Regions from separate parts of the Mus musculus genome. Here all the other regions are linked to region 1. The links are chromatin contacts, called in public Micro-C maps. All regions are on one chromosome and are shown on one strand. The core of a region is the stretch at or near the end of the contact, and the rest is flanking DNA. Distances in the headings are between cores, read along the strand shown. Region 1 holds the start of Egln1 (egl-9 family hypoxia-inducible factor 1). Region 2 overlaps Trim67 (tripartite motif-containing 67). Region 3 holds the start of Disc1 (disrupted in schizophrenia 1).

Region 1 (4,720 bases), core at 1,980-4,479:
TTGCCCCTGGAACCTCACTCTCTGCCTGGTGTCTGCCTTTGACACTTCTGAGATCATTGCTTCCTAACTTAGGGGAGCTCCCGCCAAGAATGGTGGCCACTCAGGTAGCAATCAGCTGTGGTCCAGGTTGTCATGTAGGAGCAGACAAAGTGGCACTTCCTTGAAATCTTCAGTCTGTTTTCACCATGTTGTTTTTGACGGGCTGGAGGCAGGCACTGCCTGAAAAGCAGCAACTCCCACAGCATACCACTCACCTTCTGTTCAATGGAGCCTCTACCACTTCCTACTTCATAGACTGACCATTAAGACAGTTTTATGTTGACAGCTACCATGGTGATGGTAGACCAGATTCTTATCCAAGCAACTTAGTCAGTGGCACGCTAACCAAGACCTCCCAGATGAGAATTACTGCCTAAGTTATCAAACTACAATAATCACAAAGTCCATAATTGTGGACTTTTGGAAACATTTGAAAGGAGTACTTTATATTTGAATATATATACACATATATGTATATATATATATATAATTTTATTTATATATATGTAAATATATATGTGTAATATATGTGTGTAAATGTGTATGTATTTTATATATATTGTATATATATATAATTTGTATGCATTGGTGAGAAAATTTCAGATGCCCTGGAACTAGAGTTATAGTTGTGAGCTGCCACATGGGTGCTGGGATTTGAACCTAGGTCCTTTGGAAGAACAACCAGTGCTCTTAACCACTGATCCATCTTTCCTGCCTTCTGTATTTGACTTTCTATTAACTGTATGTTTGTGATTCTATATGCTTAATTGCAACAAGAAAAGTAACCAGGCATTTCTGGGTTACTTGTCTTCTGAGATAGGCTGGCCTGGAACTTGAAACTCGGAACTGTTTCAGCGTTGTCAGTGTGCGACCGCATGAGAGCCATGACTGATTCTGTTCACTAAAATCTTAAGTCTGATGTCTTTAAGTAGAATTCAGTAAAAAATACAGTTAAACACACACACACACACAAACCATGTAGAGAGCTAAACTGAACGTTAACCTCCTGAGAGAGAAACTGTTGGGGTCAGCGGCTTGGCAGGGAGAGGTCCTGGGACCGACACCTTGAGCCTGAGCCGAGATTGAAGGAGAGAGCAAAGGAGAGAGCTTCCTCTGTTGTCCTCTGACCTCCAGACGCACTGTGGATTGTACATGCCCACATTATGTACACATACACCCTAAACCAATAAGCTGTAATAAAAAAAATTAGAGTCCTTTGACTATGTGGGCAATTTTAATAAGTACAAGCAAGTAAATGTAAAAGAATTGTAACAAATTCCCTGCTTGTTGCTTCCTGCCAAGACAAGTTCCTTTTACAAACAGTTAAAAAAAAAAAAAGTGTATGTACTCTAGCAAAAAAGAGGCCGAAGAACTATCTGATTCTACTTATATCTACTTACTTGTGTGGGGGGGGAGGTTGTGGGGGGAGGTTCCTGGGGATCAAGGTTAGGACTCTAGGCTTCCAGCAAAGAGCTAAATGAGCCACAGGCCCAGCCTGCTTCCTGCATTCAATGTATGCATTTCAGAAAAATATTTTCTTTGGTCCCGGGAAATGAACTGAGGGCTTTGCATACAGCAAGCAAGCACTGTACCCCTGAACTACACCCCCAGATCAAAATGGCTTTGTATTTTTGCACTGGGAAGGAGCTCATGTAGTCAGGGGTGGCCTCTGTGTAAGCAAAGATGAACTCAGTCTCCATCTCCCAAGAGCTGGCACTACAGACGTGTGCTACCACCATGTTCAGCTTCAAGATTATTCTCAAAGTGTATGCGTGTAAATGTTGTCGCTCTTACATTTCGGAGTTGTTTGCTTGCAACTTCATTCAAATGGCAGAGCTAACAATTCCCGTTTCTGTGTTCCCCCTGGCATCCAAACAGCAATTTTAAATTCTCGGCTGTCTGTCCCAATGGCTACACTCAAGTATACGACCGTGTGTGTACATTATGACAAATGTTTGCACCTAGGGAGGTCCTTCTGTTTTGGAGGCTGTATGACCATGTCGAACTCCGTAGCCCTGGCTGTCCCAGAACCCACCACATAGAGCAGGTTGGTCCTCAACCTGTACAGCTCTTGCTTCCCTCTCTGCAGCTCCAAATATACCCGTCATTCTCCTTGCCCCGGCCCCACTAGTTACTTACTACAAATCACACGTGGAACCGACAGTCTCTGGTTTGTTTCTCTGAGCTGTGTGTGCAAGTGCGTTTGATCCTGGAACTCACTTTGTAGCCCAGGCTGGCCCCAATCTCACAATGATCTTCCTGCCTCTGAGTGCCAGCATTAAAGCCGTTTACCACCGTGCCAAGCTCTATGAGGTTTGAAGGTTTCATAAAAACAAAGAAACAGCAACTAGTGTGTTCGTCTCAATTTACAACACTGAAATCAAACAAAATGCAGATAACTGAGTTGGCAAAGAGGGCTCACGCTAATCACCTTACCACTGACCAGAAGAGGTAGGAGAATCTACTTCCGAGGACTACCGGGCTGCGTCTCAAGACAACAAAGAAAGCCCGTAATAATCCTCATAATTCTGCAGACACTATTGGCAGATTCTAATGTGAGACTTTAACTCCCTGTGCAGCTTCGTTCACGGACTATGCTCTTGAGAGCTTCAGGCCTGAATGCGGATCTGGAACCGAGCCCTGATTACCTTACTTAACCCAGAGGTCTCGAACCGGAACCGGGAGAAATCTCAAGAGTTTAAGGACCGCAGAAAAGCAAAAACAAAGCAAAGCCAGAACCAGGCCCGGCGACTGCAGGAGCCGGTCCCGGAGCAGGCTGCCCGGGGGGCCTTTGTTGTGCCCTCCGCGGCCTCCGGGGAGCAGCAGACCGGGAGCGCGCAGCGGCCGTCCCGGAGCTTGGAGCGGCCCAGCGGCCGTCTGAGCTTCCGTTTCCTCCTCCGCGGGACCGAGGTGGCCGAGGCAGCCCCGGAGCGCTGCCGGCGGGCCCGGACAGGCAGGTGGAGCTGCGCGCGCGCAGGCCGGCGACGCGCGCCCCGGGCGGAGCCGCGAGGAGGAGGGGAGGGCGGAGGAAGCGGCGCGCCCGCCCGCTAGGCCCGGCCCGCCGCGTGCGCGCGGCCCCCGCCCTCTCCGCCCGCGCGCCGGGTCGCCGGGGCCGTGGTGTACGTGCAGCGCGCGCGGAGCGAGTGGCGCCCGCAGGCCCGCGCCCTGCCCGCCCGCCCCGACGCAGCCGGCTGGGCCCGCCCGCCCAGGGCGCTGTGCGCCGCGCAGGCCGCGCTCTCTCCGGCGCGATGCGGCGCTAGGCGGCCCCGGGCAAGGCAGGCGAGGCCAGGGCGCGCGCGGCCTCCCGCAGCGGGCGGCGGCCCCGGGCGGGCGCCCCGACGGCCCCGCCGCCGCCCCGCTCCCGGCCCGCGGCCCGCCCTGCCGCGGCCATGGCCAGTGACAGCGGCGGGCCCGGCGTGCTGAGCGCCAGCGAGCGCGACCGGCAGTACTGCGAGCTGTGCGGGAAGATGGAGAACCTGCTGCGCTGCGGCCGCTGCCGCAGCTCCTTCTACTGCTGCAAAGAGCACCAGCGCCAGGACTGGAAGAAGCACAAGCTGGTGTGCCAGGGCGGCGAGGCCCCCCGCGCGCAGCCCGCGCCGGCGCAGCCCCGCGTCGCGCCCCCGCCCGGTGGGGCCCCCGGAGCCGCGCGCGCCGGCGGGGCGGCCCGGCGCGGGGACAGCGCGGCGGCCTCGCGCGTACCGGGCCCGGAGGACGCGGCGCAGGCCCGGAGCGGCCCCGGCCCAGCAGAGCCCGGCTCCGAGGATCCTCCGCTTAGCCGGTCTCCGGGCCCCGAGCGCGCCAGCCTGTGCCCAGCGGGTGGCGGCCCCGGGGAGGCGCTGAGTCCCGGTGGAGGGCTGCGGCCCAACGGGCAGACCAAGCCGTTGCCCGCGTTGAAGCTGGCTCTGGAGTACATCGTGCCGTGCATGAACAAGCACGGCATCTGCGTGGTGGACGACTTCCTGGGCAGGGAGACCGGGCAGCAGATCGGCGATGAGGTGCGCGCCCTGCACGACACCGGCAAGTTCACGGACGGGCAGCTGGTCAGCCAGAAGAGTGACTCTTCCAAGGACATCCGGGGGGACCAGATCACCTGGATCGAGGGCAAAGAGCCCGGCTGCGAAACCATCGGCCTGCTCATGAGCAGCATGGACGACCTGATCCGCCACTGCAGCGGGAAGCTGGGCAACTACAGGATAAACGGCCGAACGAAAGTAAGTGGCTGGGGCTCTTGCGACCGGAGGAGGGTCTGTGAGGACCACCCCCCGCCCCCGCAGACCCGGGGCCCGGCGCTCTGTCTTAGCGTGGCTCCTTTTGTCCTTGTACTGTCTGCCACAGTGCACAGTGCAGAGCCTGCCGGAGCCCTGGTCACTCGTGGGGGTCGTTGGGGTACCAGCTACACCGGGTCTGGGTGATGCATCTTATCTTGCCTGTGTGCCTGAGCTAGTTAAAAGCCCCGCGGTTTTTAGCGCGCACCCGGCTCTGATTGAGAGCCAGACACTGTGTTTAGCTAGGACTCTGTCAGCTGCCCCCAGAAAGGTTCATTTAAAAGCCTGTGGTCGGAAAACTCCCTGTATTCAGGAAAAGCTTGGCGGCCTGCTCCCCTCCCCCGTGTAGCTTTATCTTGCTGGCTGTCCCTACCGTTTTGAAACCCACTACCAAACCAGGAAAGCGGTGTTTCCGT
Region 2 (4,720 bases), core at 1,067-3,566, 120 kb after region 1:
AATACCTCCCTTGTTGGGTCCTGCTTACTTCCAAGATCACTCCTGGGACATAAACTCCAACCCTTCCTCCCTTGAGAGCTTGTCTCCCTCAAAACCCAACCTACAGCCACTCCATCCCACCTACTGAGCCCCATTCACTAGTCTTAGGAACAGTTGGACAGAGAAGAGCTACTTAAAGGTGGTACAGGCCTTTAATCCCAGCACTCAGGAGGCCAAGGCAGGCAGATTGCCATGAGCTCAAAGCCAGTCTAGTGTACACAGTGGATTCCAGATCATCAAGGGCTACACAGTGAGACCCTGTCTCAAAAAAGTAAAAATTTAAAATATCATAGCTCAAGGAAGGACAGAAGTGAAGCTCTGGGCCACACTGCCAAGGGGCATATGTTATTCCTGATGCTCAGTTTGGGATGCTTGCTCAAAGCTGTCCTGGAGTCCAGGTCAGGAATCCATGGATTTACTTCTTGTTTCCAAGGCTGGGTGTCACCATATAGAACAGGCTGGTCTTGAGCTTGCTCCTGCGTCGGCCTCCCAAGTGCTGAGATTACAAGTGTGAGCCACTGCACCTGGCTTAACCCTATCTGGACTCTTACATGTCCCCAGTCTGCTTGCCTTCTGCAAAAATGAGTCTGTGATTAGAGCTGGCTCAGTTGGTAGAGCTTCCCACACACGTAAGCATGAGGACTTTTCTGTGAGCCATAGGACCTACATAGAGAACAGGGTGTATGTACTAAGGATTCCAGAAGCGTGGAGACAGGCAGGTAGTCTTGGGGCTTGCTGGTCAGCCAGTCTAGCTGGATTTGCAAGTGCTAGGCCCATAAAAGAACCTGTCTTGGGCGGTGGTAGTGTGTGCGTGCCTTTGATCCCAGCTCTTGGGAGGCAGAAGTAGACGGATCTCTGTGAGCTCAAGGCCAGCCTGGTCTACAGTGAGTTCCAGAACACCCAGGGCTACACAGAAAAACCCTGTCTTGGAAAAAAAAATTTTTTTTTAAAGAACCTATCTCAAAAAGGAAAAGTGGACAGCAATGGAAGAGCATTTGAGGTAACCTTCAACCTCCACATATATGTGCATGCACACACACGCACACACTCACATACACACCACACACACATACACACCACACTCACACATACACCACACACACACATACACACACACACATATACAACACACACAACACACACACACTCATACAGACCACACACACACACACACAACACACACTCATACACACTACACACTCTCACACACCACACACACACACTCATACACACCACACACTCTCACACACACACACCACACACTCACACACACACACCACACATCACACACACACACCACACACACACACATGCATGCACACACACATTTTTAAATGGAGCTATAATTTCACTGGAGAAGTTGTGCTTTGTAATTTGAAACTACACCTTTACTTTGAGATTGATTTAGGAGCTAACCAGAACTCAGCCAGGGTCAGTCTGTGGGAATTCGGAAGTGACCCCTCACTAGTGACCACAGAGCACACCCGTCTTCCAGTTGTTGGCAGTGTCAAAAGAATTTATTTCAAATCTGTTTAAGAATGTGGTAAAACTCAAGTTTTCCAAAAAGTAATACAGGAAGTTTAACCAACCCCCAAGGACCAGAAAACAGTGTTTGCAATTCAAAAAATACAAACGCTTGTGGATAGCTATACAAAATTAGAAAAAAAGTACTTTCCTTACCACTGCCCACCCCTCCGTGTTTTCAGTGAGACATAAACAGCCACAGAACCAAGAGCTGTCACCAAATACCAACCACTGGGAACAGAATCAGTAGGGAGAGTGGGGGAAGAGAAGGCAAGGAAAGGCGGGAAAACGGGGCCAAACAACGGTACACAGCTTTCTGTTTCTGTTAAATTCCTTCGCCAACATTATACAAACACCGTTCATGCTCAGTGCGCCGCGCAGTGCAAAGGCGGCGGTTCTATATCATGCATTCACGTTTTCAGTTGTGTCTACACCCCACTCTCCGCTGGTGCTGAGACGGCGGGGTGCTTAGGGAAGTCCAGTCTCCTGGGGCTTGGAACGGCCACCGCGGGCCACTCCCAAATCTCCAGCAGCTGTGTAGCCTTAATGGTGCCCAGGGCCCCACTTCTAGCCCTCCAACTCTGGGAACTTTCCCAGAGCCGAGTTGACAACGGGGTTCTCAGTGAGCATCACTACTAGAGGGAGACATTTCACCTAGAGTCGGGTCCCAGCTCCTCCCACCGAGTTCAGCCCTGCTCGTTCGTGGAAGAGGTCAGGCTCCCACCCTTCTTAGTTTATGCCAGGAAATCCTGGCAGCAGTCAGTTGTCTAAAATTCACTTGAGACCAGCCATCCCCTCGAGGTCCTAGTTCAGCTGTATGTCATAACACTCTCAGGTGACTTCCAAAGCCATCCCCACTGTTGGAAAACAAAAGCCAAATGCCATGGGGTTGGGGGAGTCCTAGAAACCAGAACTGAAGGAACGGGAAGCAAAAGTCTGGCTAATATATGTTCTTGGCTTCGGGGATAGCACATGCAGATGTCTTTAGCACTCAGGGTTTGGCCTGGTCAAGGCCCTGGAACATTTCACTAACCCAGGCTCTCCACTAAAGGAATGTGCTTGCTGTGGTCATGTGAGCTGTCTGAAATGCCAGGCAGCAGTGTGACAAGTGCTGCCCTGGTCACGGGGAGCTTACGGGAAGATATTGTGGTTAGAGGACATAATAACACCCACCCAGGTTACATCCACTAAATGAGCCATTTAGCCCAAACCTTATTTTTGAGACTGTTCCATGATCCACACAGCGGAGGTAGGTTGGTATGACCAGTCCTGTTGCAGGGAGGGATACTGAGGCACAGAACAGTTAGGAGATTCATCCCACACATGCCATGAGGCAACACCAAAGCCAGCTTAAGAGGTAAGTGGTGAGGGATACTCTGCACTCTGGCCTTTGGTCGTGCCTCAAGCCTCCTGTTTACCTCAGCTTGCCTTTTCCTTCACCCACCTCTTCCCCTCAGCTGTCAGGAACCCCTTCAGCCAGGAGTTCATACTAGACTGTCAGTGACAACTGGCTTTTCCTGGGGTACCAGAGTTCCCAGGACTAGTGTGGGTTTTGAAAGTCTTTTAACAATATAGGTAAGAATTCTTTAACCCCTTGAGGGCCCTAGATCCATTAAGATGTCCCTGCTCCTACCAGTAAACTGTGGCCAAGAAAAGGGAAGTTTTCCTTTGCAAGAATGGAGATGGGAGTTGGGGAAAATGTGAGCCCTTTGTTCCTTACTGAAGACCTGTGAAGAATTCTTAGGTTGGGTTAACACTAGGCCAATGGCTTTGGGACAGACCTATGTGACACAGGAAGAGGTACCCACCAACGCTATGAATGTCAACATCCAACGAATCCAGATCCAGGCCAGCCCCAGGGGGCATCTGGGTGCCCTTAGGTATTGGGGGTGTCACACTAACTGGGGGTGCTATTGGCATCTGGAGAGTAGAGACCAGGGGTGCTTAATGCTCTCCAGCACCCAGGTCCCACCCCCAAAATTGGGAGAGAAACAGAGCCCTGGGTTCACCCCCACAGTCCTGTGATGTGTTCTTAGGACCCCCAAATGGTTTTATCCACCCCCTTCACCTCTGCAACAGGCCACAGGATGAAAGGCAAACCCGGGCAGCAGCACTGAATCATGTCTCAGACTCAAGGGGCAAGCCTTTCACTCAAAGAATGAAGGCTGACATGATGCCCCTGGGAAGGTACGTGCCCATGGTCACTGACCTGAGAGGGGTTAGGGTACCTTTCACAGAAGACAGGGCTCAGTAAAGTGGTCACCCCTACCCCTTCTCTCACAGAGCTTGTCCATGTTTCAGGGCCCACCCTGCTATCAGCATATTGCTCCCTGGCTCTGGATTCCTTCAGGCCACAGGGCAGCTAAGGACATTTTGGAACCACATAAAGATCTGAAGGTACAGCCTGGACCACACACGGTGTGAGACTGCCAAGGTTGGTGCCTGTCTCCTAAAACTGGGGCTGTGTTCCCAGACAGGACAGAGAAGGAAAAACCTGCTCTGTGGGCACTGCTGTCCTGCTGAGAGGGAAGAGGTGCTGTGTGTAGAGTGGGTGCCAGTGGGTACTTATCAAGGACACTCATTCAAAAGGAATTGACGTTCATTGACTCACCCAGAGAACAGGCTCAGGAGCTGAATTTCCTTCTCGCGGACATTTGACAGACTTACCCCGAGGTCCTTCTCAGTGGCTCACAAAGGAAGGCCTTATGCTGGTATCACTCATATACAGCAGCGGAACCTCAGTGCCAGCTGCTAAGGACTCCATGGGATAGAACCCCATGATCCCAGGGCCTTGCCACTTTTCCAGTTGCCTCAAACCCGAATCATGAGACCCCGTCTTACCCTACTCTCCTCCATGCGTTCTTGTCCCTGAAAGGCGCCCTGTGCAGAAGGCAGGGGAGAGGTGGCTGTGCAGGGCTGCCTGGGCTGTCCCTGGCACCAGCATATTGCTTCTGGGCTCCAGTGAGCAAAGGGAGACAGCTAGCCCCGCCCACTCATACTCCTGTGGGGGGCGGGGAGCTGGCTCTGCTGTGTTCAACCCCAGGGAACCTCCTTAAAGAGGTCATCTGAGTTGGATGTGGTGCTCACCTCTGTAATCCCAGTACTCAGGAGGCTGAGGCAGGAGGATTGCTGTGAGTTCAAGGCTAGCCTGAGCTGT
Region 3 (4,720 bases), core at 1,623-4,122, 100 kb before region 1:
GATAGATAGATAGATGATAAATAGATAGATAGATGATAGATAGATGATAGATAGATAGATAGATAGATGATAGATAGATAGATACATAGATAGATACATAGATAGATAGATAGATAGATGATTGATAGATAGGTAGGTAGATAATTGATAGAAGATAGACAGACAGATTGATGGATAAATGATAGATAGGTAATAGATGATTGATAGATGCTGAAGATAGATGATAGAGACAGAAGATATACAGATAGATGATTGATAGATAGAAGATAGATAGATAGATAGATAGATGATAGATAGATAGATAGATAGATGATTGATAGATAGGTAGGTAGGTAGATAATTGATAGATGATAGATAGACAGACAGATAGGTTGATGGATAGATGATAGATAGATAAATAGATAGATAGATGATTGATAGATTGATAGATAGGTAGGTAGATAATTGATAGAAGATAGATAGACAGATTGATAGATAAATGATAGATAGGTAATAAATGATTGATAGATAGATGCTGAAGATAGGTGATAGAGACAGAAGATATACAGATAGATGATTGATAGATAGGTAGGTAGATGATAGATAGATAGATGATAGATAGATAGATAGATAGATAGATGATAGATAGATGATAGATAGATGATAGATAGATAGATAGATGATAGATAGATAGATAGATACATAGACAGATACATAGATAGATAGATAGATAGATGATTGATAGATAGGTAGGTAGATAATTGATAGAAGATAGACAGACAGATTGATGGATAAATGATAGATAGGTAATAGATGATTGATAGATGCTGAAGATAGATGATAGAGACAGAAGATATACAGATAGATGATTGATAGATAGAAGATAGATAGATAGATAGATAGATAGATGATAGATAGATAGATAGATAGATAGATAGATAGATAGATAGATAGATAGATAGATAGATAGATGAAGATAGGTATAAACGGCAGAAACAGAAGACCAGGTATTACCTTTGACCAGGCAAAGGTCCACGCTCAGCCTGGGCTCCACCTGACACCTTCCCTTCAGCCTGTAATTGGAGACACCTGCATCTGACTTTGAGCCCCAGTCCCTGTTTAACCACCAGGGCCACAGGCAGGTGACTCCAACCCTTGCCACATCCAAGGGAAGATGAGGATGGTAGCACCAGCCCCTCACCGGTGTGAGGGGGACCTCATCAAAGGGCAGGACCAAGTGCCTGGCCCATGCACTCTCTGCAAAGTGGCACCTGTCGCCTGTAGGCTGTCACCTGCCCCAGTTCCAGATGTTCTGCTCTCCATCCCAGGGCAGCACTCTCAGGGCTAAGGTAATAATTACAGCCCAGGTGCTTTCTCTTTCTTATAAACAGAAGAGAAAGCCCGAGACTTGGAGAGACAGCTCAGAAAGCAGGTTTCTCATCCAGGGCTCTATTTGCTGTGGGCAGAATCCTGGCTAAACCTCAACGGTCTCCATGTCAGGTGCCAAATGTCTTTTCAAATACCCTGTAACTCAGACACTAACATGTCACACTGGCATTCCTGTATTGCCCACGATTATTTAGGTCTTGCATGGTCAAAATAATACTTAAGGACCCGTGCGTAGTGGAGCACACCTGTAATCCCAGCACTTGGGAGGCAAAGGCTAGCAAATTGGAGGCCAGCCTGGGCTAGGCAGCAGATTTAAGGCTAGCCTGGGCAACTAAGAGATTTTTGAGAATTTGCTTTGTATCGCAGAGATTTGGCCAGGGGTTTCATGTCCTCCTACCACATTAAACCCCTTTTAAAATCTACCACGTAGGCAGGAAAATCAGCTCCATTTTACAAATTGAAAAACTAAGGCATTCCCGAGTCCAGGATGCGGGTGCAGAAGACTCTTACCCTACACCCACCTACCAACCCTGTATTTTCCAACTCCCAATTGCAAAAATGTCTTCATAGAAGCCAGTTAAGGAGGTAGGGAAGCTAGTGATTAGTGCTCCTTTCACAGATGGGTAAACTGAGGCTCCAAGAGCCAAAAGAAGCTCCTAAGTCCTTTGCCTTCTCTCCTTGGCACAGCACACGCCCAAACTGCAAAGCCCAGTCTGGAGCAGATCTCCGTGCTTGTTTTATTTTTCATTGTTCTGATTTGATTTTGGTTTTTGAGATAGAGTCTCACTATTGTAGCCCAGATTGTATTAGAAAGTCTCCACAGTCTTCCTGTCTCTCGAGTGCTAGGAAAAGAGGCGTGTGCCATCACGTTCTTTTCTTGGGGTTTCTGACAGTGAGTTGCTGAGGTTGAAAAGCGGCCACCCACTTAACTCGATGTCATCACCGGGGTTGGTACGTGGCCCAAGCTGACAGAGGAAATGGAGCGGGTCCCCTCAGCCTGCGCTGCCCTGCGCGTCACAGTCCACACTCGGAAGTGGGCGGCGAGCAGCCCCACGGGAGGTGCGGGCTGCAGTTCCCACACCTCTCTCAACCTCGCCCCGCGTCCCCGCAGCGTCTGCGCCGGCCACCCGAGGGAGTCCTGGGATCGAGCTGCACTTGGGCGCTGCGGAAACCTTCGCGGCCACCGGGACCTCGCAAGGAAGGAGTGCGGGCGCGCCCTTCGCCGACTGCGCCTCAGGGCGGCCGGACTCTCGGGACGGGGACGCGCTTGGACGGGAGCTGCAGTGGGAGCTGGGGACACGACCGCCCGCACCCTGCACTCCCCGCTCACTGCCTCGATTTCCCTCCCCTGCATCAGGGTGCGCCCGGATCTCGGCAGGCCTCGTTCGCCCTCCTCCAGAACCCCGGGCCCTACCTGCGCCGTGGCTCGGACTGTGGATCGGAGCGCCCCGGGGACCCCCGCCCTGCATCGTGCGGCCGGCTGCGCCCCGGACGGCGGTGACTGTGGTGGTGATGGTGGTAGCGGCGGCCGCGGAGGCGGCGGGAAACGGGCAGGGGGCCGAGCCGAGGGCTGGCTTCTTCCTCCTGCCCAGGACCGCCGCTTCCTCTCCAGCCTCGGCCCCTCGCTAGCGCGCGCGCGCCGCCCCTCGCGGCTCCCAGACCGCAGCGCAGAAAGTTTTGCTTTTCACTTGGAGGAAACCAAGGAGGGGAAGTGTGATGGGGCAGTGTGGCCAGGGACCGAAAGACTGGGCGCTTCCCAGACCCTGGGAGTAAAAGGCGGGGTGGTCAAGAGAGGGACTTCTTCCTACCAAGTCGCGGTGAAGCCGAAGGAAAGTGACAGATGACAGGTCGGGGGGGGTGGGAGCAGCTGTTAAAAATGACTTGAGAATCGAATCTCTGGCAGCACGGGGCTGGCCAGGAGCACGGCACAAGCCTTGGCTTGTGCCAAGCTCCTGGCAGCTGGCTCACCTCCCCCATCCCTTCCCTTTGGCTGCTTCAGCAAAGCACCTGCTACAGGACAGTGGGTACAGGAAGTGCCAGTCAGGGGTTAGGCCCGTCATAACCTCGCCTCTGGACCCCGAGGCAAAAATAAACCTACAAAACTGAACTGCATGGAGTCAGCCGGAGACCTGACTGTGGGTGGAGCATGGGGCAGTGGGAAGAAGCCTGGGAGAGTGCGTGCTGGAAGGGAGGAGCCTGTGGCCCTAGAAAAAAGACCAGGTGCTGGAAAGGTGGGCCAGAGCAGTTGCCTCTTACCAGGAACCTTCGGGTAAGCACGGGCGGATGCGGCTGAAGTTGATAAAGACATGAGCAGAGTCAGGATTTAGTGCAGTGGGTAGGGTAACAGGGTTGAAAAAGGCACTGTGTTGGTATCCTAGTTTGCTTTACCTGTCAGTGTGACATAGCCTAGGGTCCTGTGAGCAGAGAGCTTTAGTCCATGATTACCTAGATCAGATTGGCCCGTATCGCGTCTGTAAGAAAGGTCTGGACAGTTAACTGGCCTTCGAAGGCCCAGCCCACTGTGGGCGGCACCATTACCTAGGTTTCGAACTATCCAAGAAAGCTAAGTGAGCTGAAGCCCATCTACGAGCCAGCTGGCAAACAGCGTCCTCTGTGGTTCCTGCTATACCTGATTGGCAGTGAAGTGAGCTCTCCATTGGAGGTTAATGCTGTGTGCTATAGCAAGCAGGCCTGCCTTAGGTTCCTGCCTTGACTCCCCTCAGTGATGGCCTGCGATCGATCTGAAGTGGTCAGCTAAAACGAATGGAACGCCTCTCCTCCTCAGGAGGCACTCCGTAGTAAATACAGTTGAATTGGCCAGCCTGCCATAAACACTCTCAGGTCTACCTGACTCACTCCCGAGGATAACTAGGCATACCTCTGAATATATAACATAAACTGTCTTAAAACAGGGGCTGGAAAGCTGGCCCAACAGTTCAGAGCACATAGCATTCTTGCAGAGGATCAGAGTTCAGTTTCACAGCATCTATCCTGAGTAGCTCACTGCTACCTGCAATTGCAGCTCCAGAGGACTAATCAGGCACCCTCTTCTAGCTATCCCTGTCACCATCACGCAGACAGACAGACAGACAGACAGACAGACACATACACAAAATGAAAATGAATGTTTTAAAACTTACAAAATTATCAGAATCAGATTAAAAAAAAACCTCAGTTGCCACTTTGTTCATGAGCACCTGTACACATGCGTGCTCACAGATGCACACACATAAAAGTGAAGATAGTTTCATCTCCTGGGAGCGCTCACCAGGAGGTGACCTCAGAGAGGATGGCATGTTCTGAGGATAGCAGCCAGCCTCTTTCTCCAGCTGCCCTGTTGTTACCCCCATGG

What was found. A called contact is a pair of places that touch in the nucleus more often than the background predicts.
Region 2: a contact with region 1 is called in a Micro-C map of brown adipocytes, with 4 times the contacts expected there. The contact joins the enhancer-like site here to the promoter of Egln1 in region 1. A contact is called at or near these places in 1 of 39 promoter capture datasets (pre-B cells), 2 of 484 Hi-C or Micro-C datasets (brown adipocytes and cardiomyocytes), 4 of 115 datasets of contacts at active chromatin or transcription factors (the 230-238 cell line, embryonic stem cells and memory CD8 T cells) and 1 of 9 other capture datasets (liver).
Region 3: a Micro-C map of stem cell-derived neurons shows a contact between it and region 1, with 5 times the contacts expected there. The contact joins the promoter of Disc1 here to the promoter of Egln1 in region 1. A contact is called at or near these places in 3 of 39 promoter capture datasets (embryonic stem cells, neural stem cells and trophoblast stem cells), 1 of 15 datasets of contacts at CTCF or cohesin (CD8 T cells), 10 of 484 Hi-C or Micro-C datasets (CD4 T cells, the N1E-115 cell line, the P5424 cell line and 5 more), 8 of 115 datasets of contacts at active chromatin or transcription factors (effector CD8 T cells, embryonic stem cells, forebrain and 4 more) and 3 of 9 other capture datasets (adipose tissue, liver and pancreatic islet).

The regions. Positions count from the first base shown.
Region 1 is chr8:124,947,763-124,952,482 of GRCm38.p6, reverse strand. Egln1 (egl-9 family hypoxia-inducible factor 1) reads left to right here and starts at 3,229. Exons shown (of 5, transcript NM_053207.2): 1 at 3,229-4,250. The coding sequence starts at 3,429. Gm46060 (a long non-coding RNA gene) reads left to right here and starts at 4,258. Exons shown (of 2, transcript XR_001778719.2): 1 at 4,258-4,720.
Region 2 is chr8:124,831,522-124,836,241 of GRCm38.p6, reverse strand. It overlaps Trim67 (tripartite motif-containing 67), which reads right to left. Exons shown (of 10, transcript NM_198632.2): 10 at 1,538-4,720. Among named protein-coding and RNA genes, the nearest start is that of 2810004N23Rik, 29 kb to the left of the region's middle. Within about 2 kb of position 2,316, at least 30 of the 459 cell types and tissues checked have an H3K27ac peak or open chromatin away from gene starts, as enhancers often do. A contact at or near this core is called in brown adipocytes and cardiomyocytes, where this site is marked.
Region 3 is chr8:125,052,347-125,057,066 of GRCm38.p6, reverse strand. It overlaps Disc1 (disrupted in schizophrenia 1), which reads right to left and starts at 2,872. Exons shown (of 13, transcript NM_174854.2): 1 at 2,783-2,872. The coding sequence starts at 2,837.